Linked DNA regions of Lactuca sativa: regions 1 and 3 are each linked to region 2. Evidence: chromatin contacts called from public Hi-C data. All regions are on one chromosome and are shown on one strand. The core of a region is the stretch at or near the end of the contact, and the rest is flanking DNA. Distances in the headings are between cores, read along the strand shown. Region 1 holds the start of LOC111910319 (NDR1/HIN1-like protein 6). Region 2 holds the start of LOC111910317 (transmembrane 9 superfamily member 7). Region 3 holds the start of LOC111910314.

Region 1 (2,700 bases), core at 34-2,533, 190 kb after region 2:
TCAACAAATGTAAGTTATTGATTGATGATTGGAAAACATTTATTGGAATTAAATAAATTCCATATGGGGAAGATGATGTCAGCAATTTGATCTAAGGGTGGAAAAAATAAGATTGAAATACAATCAATGGTCAAGATTATTTAAGATGATGTCATAAGATTTCTCTTTTAGTAATATTTAAGAAGTTAAAAATGTCATATATTCATTTTTTGGAATGTCTCGTGTATTTTTTTTATATAATTTCTATCATTTTCCTTTTTTGGTAACATTATAATACTAATATTATGTTATACTAGGTGTGAGACCCGTATATTATACGAGTTTATTAAAAATAAAATTTTAATATCAATATATAAATATGAAATATTTTATAATGTAATACTTTATATAACATAATCTAATTTTCTGAAAATTTGCAAAAGAAACTAAATCATTTGAAGTATTTATGAGAACTTATTACAAAATTAACAGGATGATTTTATTTCCTTATAGAACCCATTACAATTTTATGAAATTTTATTTTAAGAAAATGGAAATCCCTAAAAAATGACAAGTGGAAAATAAAATTTCTAAAATTCTCACAAAATGACAAGTGTCAAAATGAAGGAAAATATGACATCTGGCAAAAAAAAACCTTCATTTATTAAAGAGGATTAGTATAAGTTACTTTCTATAAACAAAAAAAACGATATGTTTGGTAAAGCTATTGGCTAGCCAAAAATATAGAATTCTAACTTTTATTTGTACAACAAGATTTTAACAAAATTAATTGTAAGTTTTTATAATTGTAAAATTATATAAAAAAACAAAACTAAAAACTTTCAAAACTATCTGAAATAGTTTTTTAATTAGAAGGGTTTTTTTTTAAAAAAAATAAAAAAAAATATAAACTCCTACTATTGTATTGTTTATAACTATTTTAATGTTTATAAGGAATTTTGATTTTGATTATGATTTTTAAAGTTATAAACATATATTTTCCCACAAGTAATTTATTTAGTTGGTTGAATTTTTTTTTTTTTTTGTTATGATATGAATTATTCTATTTTTAACCAAGAAAAAGAAATCGATATTTTGACACGGACAAGTTTATATTTGGACACAGCTTATATTTCTGATTATACAAACTTTTACCTATTTGAGGTTAAGGAATTTTTTTTAAATGACATATTTTAAAGATTTATACTTGGATGACATCATCATAATTTTTTTAATATATTTAATCTTAGTCTTATTAAATCTACTTTTGTCGCTTATTAAAGAGAATAGATAATAAACCAAAAAACAAACCGTGTCGACGACTTTTTGGGTTTGGAGTATTTCACCATCTCCCCTCTGATGCGTATGCGTTGGTTACAGGGTTGCTATCCTTTTCTGTCTCCTTCTCTACTCCATCATCAACAACGATTCACACATAGCTTTCAAGAAAATTTCTTCCAATAATTTCTACAAATCGACTCCAGAGAGCGATTGTTAGGCCCAATTCCATCCAATGGCAGAAAAAATACATCCTTCTGCCAGACCAACAACCGTAAATGGTCACGCCCCCACCAGCACCACCGCCAATGGTAATGGTAACCCATCGTTTCCGGCCAACAAAGCTCAACTCTACAATTCAACTCGCCCAGTCTACCGTCCTCTACCCCGCCGCAACCGCCGTAGTTGTTGTTGCTCTTGTTGCCTCTGGATTACTTTCGTTATCCTCCTTCTGATCGTCATCGCCGCCATAGCTGGCGGTGTGTTTTACGTCCTCTACCGCCCCCACCGACCTTCCTTCGCTGTTTCATCGCTCCAGGTCTCTCAATTTAACCTAACCTCATCGAATCAACTCAACACTAAATTCAATTTCACCGTCACTGCTCGTAATCCTAACAAGAAGATCGCGTTCTACTACGATCTGGTTTCCGTTTCGATTGATTCGAAAGGAGTCGGTGTCGGTGACGGATCAATACCGGCGTTCGTGATGCCAAAGAAGAATACGACTAAGTTGAGGACGATTGTGTCGACGACTGGACAGAGTGTGGATGATAGTAGCGATCTGAAGTCGGATCTGAAGAACAAGAAGAGTTTGCCATTAACTATCCAGCTTGATACGAAGGTGAAGGCGAAGATCGGAAGCTTTAACACTAAAAAAGTACCAATCAGAGTGGTTTGTAAAGGGATTAAGGTGACGGCACCCACCGGTAAATTAGCAACGACGGCGACAACTTCCGATGTGAAATGTAAGGTGGATCTTCGAATCAAGATCTGGAAATGGAGGATTTGAGGTGAAGAACAAGGTGTGATTTGATTTTTACGATTTTTTTTAATTATAACTACTTTTTTACGGTTTTTTTATCGGATAATTGATATGTTTAGTTAACAGGTGATGTGTATTTAGTGCTATTTCATATCGTATTTTTACAAGAACACAAACGTGGGTCTTAAATTTCTCTTAATTTCTGGGATTTGTTATTGCATTTTATGTATCGACATCTTTTCGTTTCAACTTTGGTCCCTAATTTTAACAGATTTATTTTTAATAATTAAGTATTATAGAAAGGAAAAACACCATTTGCCTCTCATTTTATATTTCAATAAGTACACTAAATCTGTCAACAACGATTTTTTGTTTTGTTTATTACCACATTATATTAAAATATAATTAATTGTAACCCAAAGTTCTGTGAATGAGTTCTCTTCTGATAATGTAATAGATTA
Region 2 (2,700 bases), core at 41-2,540:
TTTTCCCTTTTTCATTTTCTTTAATTTATATTATACATTAATATAAAAATGCGAACAAAGAAGAAGAACATCCTTAACTTACACAAAAATGGTGGAAAACTACAAATGAGGAGGCTAGACTTATAAGGTAAATGATGGTAGCTACGAACCAATGATAAGTTATATGTATTTTTGACATGTCAAATGATAAGATAAAAAAAGTTTATAAATAAAACAAATTTGCTTGAATCAAAACAAAATTTATCCTGATTCATACTATTTTTCTAACTTTTTTATATTATTTTTTTGTAACGATAAATCTAATCTACTAATAAACTATTCATGATTTCACATGTCTTAGACTTATATTTTAAACATAACTTGAACTTTAAACATAACTTGAACTCTCATGTGAAGGAGGAAAGACAAAAATAGACTTGTGAGACTAAGACTTGTTTCATATAGGAAACAAGATGGAAAAATGAATAGTTATAAACCTTGTTGAATTGGTGACTAACTTTTGAAATTGGACAAAGGTAGGACTAATGGACATAGGTTTGGATTTGAGGCATTGGGTTAGCCAAATTAGGCTTGACTCTTGATTTTTATAAACTAATTAGTTATTGTTTAAATGTCTTGAGTTGTGATAGTAAATTACGGTTTTGACAGTTCATAATTATCATATTGTAGCCTATATAAAGATAAACACTTGACAAATTTGTGGCCTAATCTTTCGGATATGCTATATCTCATTTTTCCCCTATAATCATGGGAGTATAGGATTTTTTCGGACAAATTTAAGATTTGTTTCATGGAATTTAATTATTGTATCTTCAAGAAACCGGCTTAGAACACTACATCCTTAAAATCTCCATGCTTAGTCCTTGTACTTTCATGTTTTATAAAATGCTAACATATTTTGTTTTTTTTGGTTTTTATAATATTATTTATTATTTATAAGAATTGTTTCTATTTTTATTTAATCTGTTGATTGTTGATCGTGATAAATGAGTGATCGACTCTGATAGAATAACTTATCCAAATAAATATCTTTTAACAGATTAAATAAAGTTGTTCAGGTGAGCAAAAACATATTCTGTCTATTTCTTGAAATCATTGTTATATAACCAAAAAAAGGCCAAAACTAATAAAATTCTGTTCAACATGTGGCAAATCTTTTGTTGGACTAAAACAGAAGATCATTAAATAGTCCAGGGAGAACTTTTGTAATTTAGTCCATTTGGAAATAGCAAAAGTAGGTGTGGAGTTAGATTTGGAGCTCGTCTATATTAATTTGACGACACACGAAACACGGATTCGTTCTACCCACATACCACCTCACTGGATCGAGATCTCGAAAATGGAACGGAGCTCCAGTGGAATCTGGTTTACTCTATTCATCTCAATCGTCTTCCTCATCTCATCTTCTGAATCATTCTATCTCCCCGGCGTTGCGCCCCGTGATTTTCAAAGGGTATGTACTCCGGAAGCCCTCGATCTCCTTTGGATCTAGCAGTAGCATTTTCGTATGATTTAATTTAGTTAATGTAACTCAAATCGGCATCTGTGTATATATTTAACGCGAATGATTTGTCTCTGTTGCTCTGATTTCACTTCAAAATCTCAGTCTATAGCGCATGATCCGGACCAACCGAGCTTAAATCTAGGGTTGTTGCTTTGAGGTTAAATTTCAACTTCCAATGCAAGTCACTGATCTGTTATACACAGATTTGGTGCTGGTGGATAGATCTAGTTAGTTGACTTTTAGCATGCGCAATGCCGAAGAATGATTTTCTTCTTTCTGTTCCTAGACTGTTCGTGTTGCCTGCCTAATGCCGGATTTATATTATTGACAAAAGAAGTCGTCAATGTTCTTTATGTAACATGTGGCATGCTTTAAATGATAATTCTTTCCTCTAGGGTTACAGGGTAGATGCATTTGTAGTGATAGCTAGTCATTGTAAAGTGAAGATCACTTCAGTGTTAAATGATGGTTAAAATTTGTAAAGTACAGATCAATGTCATTGGTGAGTACTGGTTTAGTCAACACAGTTTTTATTGACCATCTCATTTCCAGATCTGATTGACTTGATAGCGTTAGGACTCATAAATACGGGGGTTCTATGTTTTTGTGACTAGGATATTTTAGCCTTATGATATAAGGCAATTTGACACTGTTATACTAAAATAGATTCCCCCTTAAAGAAAATAGAGACTTTACCATTCATTAAATGTGCCATTCTACCGGACCTTGGAGATCTGAAATCTTTCCAGCTAGTTGTTTTCTGTACTCGTTTTGCTAAATTGTTGATCATCTTGACAGGGTGATCCTCTTCAAGTTAAAGTCAACAAGCTTTCTTCTACAAAAACACAACTTCCTTATGAGTACTATTACTTGAATTACTGTAAACCTAAGCATGTTGAAAACAGTGCTGAAAATTTGGGGGAGGTGCTAAGAGGTGACCGCATTGAGAATTCAGTCTACACGGTGAGGACCTTCCCATCCAATTCCTGGTCAAGGTTAACATGACCTCTGTAGTCTGTTCTATTATTCAACATCACTTTTACCCCTTGTGTATTTTCACCTAACTTTCTATTTCCTGTTTCAGTTTCTTATGAGAGAGGAACAACCATGCAAAGTTGGTTGCAGAGTAAAGCTTGATGCTGAAACTTCAAAGAAATTCAAAGAAAAAATTGACGATGAGTACCGAGTTAACATGT
Region 3 (2,700 bases), core at 51-2,550, 190 kb before region 2:
TGCACGAAAAACGATGCAAAAACGCGAGAAAAAGGGAAGAAATGAGCAAACTACTCGGCTGCCCTCGACACCCTTTTATAGGGGCTGGAAGGTCGATTTACGCAGGGCGTAAATCCTAGTTACGCGGGGCGTAACGACGATAAGGTCCCTGACTCCCCCCATGGATAATATCGGCCAATATATATTTAAATTAAATATCTAAAATATTTAATAAACTTCAAAAATTCATATCTTCCTCATACAAACTCCGTTTTCGACGTTCTTTATATCCCCGCGTAGGTGAGACTACGCTCTACAACTTTCGTTTAGACTCCGTCGGCTAATTTTGACTTTATTTTTATTATTTATTTTTAGTAGGCCAGGACAGGAAAACTCCGTTATAAAATCATAACTTCTTCATCCGACGTTCGTTTTCGCCTATCTTTTTATCGTTTTACTATAATTAATGAGATCTTCAATTCTCATTTAGATTGTTTCGGCTAAAAACCGCTCGGTCTCAAATCGAGCATTCGGGCTGCATACCGCTAAGTCGAAACTTCGAAAAATCATAATTTCCTCATACGAAGTCAGATTTGGGCGTTCTTTTTATGCACGCTCATGGTTTAACGTATTCTACGACTTTCATTTAGATTGCTAAGGCTAAATATTGCTCTAACGTAAATTCACTTTTTACGTCGCGCTGTGCCGTGCCGGTTCTGTCGCGAAACTTCGACATGTCATAACTTCTTCGTTATAACTCGGATTTCGGCGTTCTTTATATGTACGGAATCCTTGTAACATATACTACAACTTAGTTAAGATTATTCTTTCAAAATAATCTTCCATCAAAAAATCATTTTTGACGCTTAACGTCTCTAAATTGACTAGCCCTGATCTACGGACGTTACATTCGGCATTTCCTCATTAGTAACTAGTGTAATCATCTCATTGGCACATGTTCTTAAAACCATATTTGATTAACCTAATTGTGGTGATGTTTTTTTTACCCGAATCAGACATGACTACAATATTAAGTTATATATAAGCGTCATTTTCGACCTCATGAACTTTTTCAACAAAGGGGGTGTTTGACTTTGTTTTTTACAACCCAAAAGTCCTTTTTGGAAAAGTTACAAAAAGTCAGATTTCCTGACTTTCCCGAAAAATTCATTTTCCTTTTATAAAAACTCCAAAAATAACTTTTAAAACTAGTTTTGCCAAATATCTTTTATTTTTTTTACTTTTCCAAAAAAGACTTTGTCAAACATCTTTTGCCAGACTTTTTTTTTTTTTTTTTTTTTTTTTTTTTTTTTTTTTTTTTTTTTGTTTTTGTAAATTTTATTAAAATGTTTTATTGCTAAAAGATTTAAATGCATCATGTACCTTATCAGTAAGGTTGAAACACGGGAGGCAAAAGCGCAAAACCACCATCCCCAATAGACTCGGAGCCAATTCCATGGCTGCTGCTGCTACCGCTCTCCATGCGTTTCCAATGAAGGTTAAAGCTTCATGGGATACGCATGATAGACTTCCTTACAATCCCCACCGTACTTACCCCAAAAATCCTAACAGTCTTACCCCCGCCAATTTAAGCATAGAGCAAAACCTAAAATCTACCTCGACAGATCGTAATTTGATATCTGTTTCAGCGCTTCTTAGTCGCAAATCTCCAAGCCCAAGTCAAGGTATAATTTTGTTATATGCTTTTCAGTGCGGAATTTTGTCAAACACTTGGTGTGCTTGTATTCAGCAGAGTTGTATCCTCTCTGTTACAAATTAGTGAACAATTTGTTTATCTTGCGAGTGAGGGAGATTCTTAATTTTACCCGTTGCATGCATTTGTTTTGATTTAAACTGTGAATTTCAACAGCGCGCTTGGAAGAAACGTATCTGGGCTACGACACATGGATGCCGAGTGCACCAAAAGTGGAAAAACCTCGCTCGACGTACAATGCTGCCTCGCTAGCATACATTGGAGATTGCATATACGAGGTTTGTGTTAAATCATGTTGCAAGCTCGTGCATAAATTGCAAATGATGATTTTATGTGTCCATTAGCATCTATCTTACACGGAAACACCCATATATATAACTTACAGATAGTCTCAAGGCCATAAAGTAACAAGAAAAAACGCATATATAGCTTACTATTTTCCACAAACTAACTCCATAAAACCCTTACCTTTTTTTTGCGTTTTCATACAGCTATATGCACGCAGACATTTTTTATTTCCACCGCTGAGTATTGAAGAATATAATGATCGTGTTATGGCTGTTGTACGCTGTGAAGCCCAAGTATGATACAAAACCATTCATCCTTTAGTTTTATAACATATTTTTCAGATTGAGTTCTATATTTTACACAAATTATCGAAATTTATGTTTGATGCATATCAGGATGCAATGCTCCACAAACTAATGAAAGATAAAGTTCTATCAGAAGAAGAAAGGTCAGTCTTACCATGCTTTGTTGATTATGCACTGTGTTGAGTCACCATTGTGAGGTTCAAAGTTCTGCATATAGAGAATAGAGCAAATCATAAAATAAAACTTTTTGATAGAGGGCATTTATTTTATGAAGTGAAACTGTCTTCCTTGCTATACAAACAGATAGAAAATTTTCTGAATTAGACCCTGAGATGGACCGGAACTCATTGGCAAAAGTTGCAGTTTTTTGTCCACCTAAAAAATGTGCAACAAGGTGGGACAGGGACTTGCTCT

The links. Hi-C and Micro-C count contacts between places; a contact is called where the count stands out from the background.
Region 1: a Hi-C map of seed shows a contact between it and region 2, with 2.5 times the contacts expected there. The contact joins the promoter of LOC111910319 here to the promoter of LOC111910317 in region 2. A contact is called at or near these places in 3 of 4 Hi-C or Micro-C datasets (leaf and seed).
Region 3: a contact with region 2 is called in a Hi-C map of leaf, with 2.6 times the contacts expected there. The contact joins the promoter of LOC111910314 here to the promoter of LOC111910317 in region 2. A contact is called at or near these places in 2 of 4 Hi-C or Micro-C datasets (both in leaf).

Annotation. Positions count from the first base shown.
Region 1 is chr5:290,923,833-290,926,532 of Lsat_Salinas_v11, forward strand. LOC111910319 (NDR1/HIN1-like protein 6) reads left to right here and starts at 1,284. Exons shown (of 1, transcript XM_023906147.3): 1 at 1,284-2,488. The coding sequence starts at 1,493. The coding sequence ends at 2,266.
Region 2 is chr5:290,735,676-290,738,375 of Lsat_Salinas_v11, forward strand. LOC111910317 (transmembrane 9 superfamily member 7) reads left to right here and starts at 1,291. Exons shown (of 7, transcript XM_023906144.2): 1 at 1,291-1,453; 2 at 2,303-2,467; 3 at 2,589-2,698. The coding sequence starts at 1,340.
Region 3 is chr5:290,540,757-290,543,456 of Lsat_Salinas_v11, forward strand. LOC111910314 reads left to right here and starts at 1,301. Exons shown (of 6, transcript XM_023906138.3): 1 at 1,301-1,664; 2 at 1,850-1,971; 3 at 2,185-2,274; 4 at 2,377-2,429. The coding sequence starts at 1,436.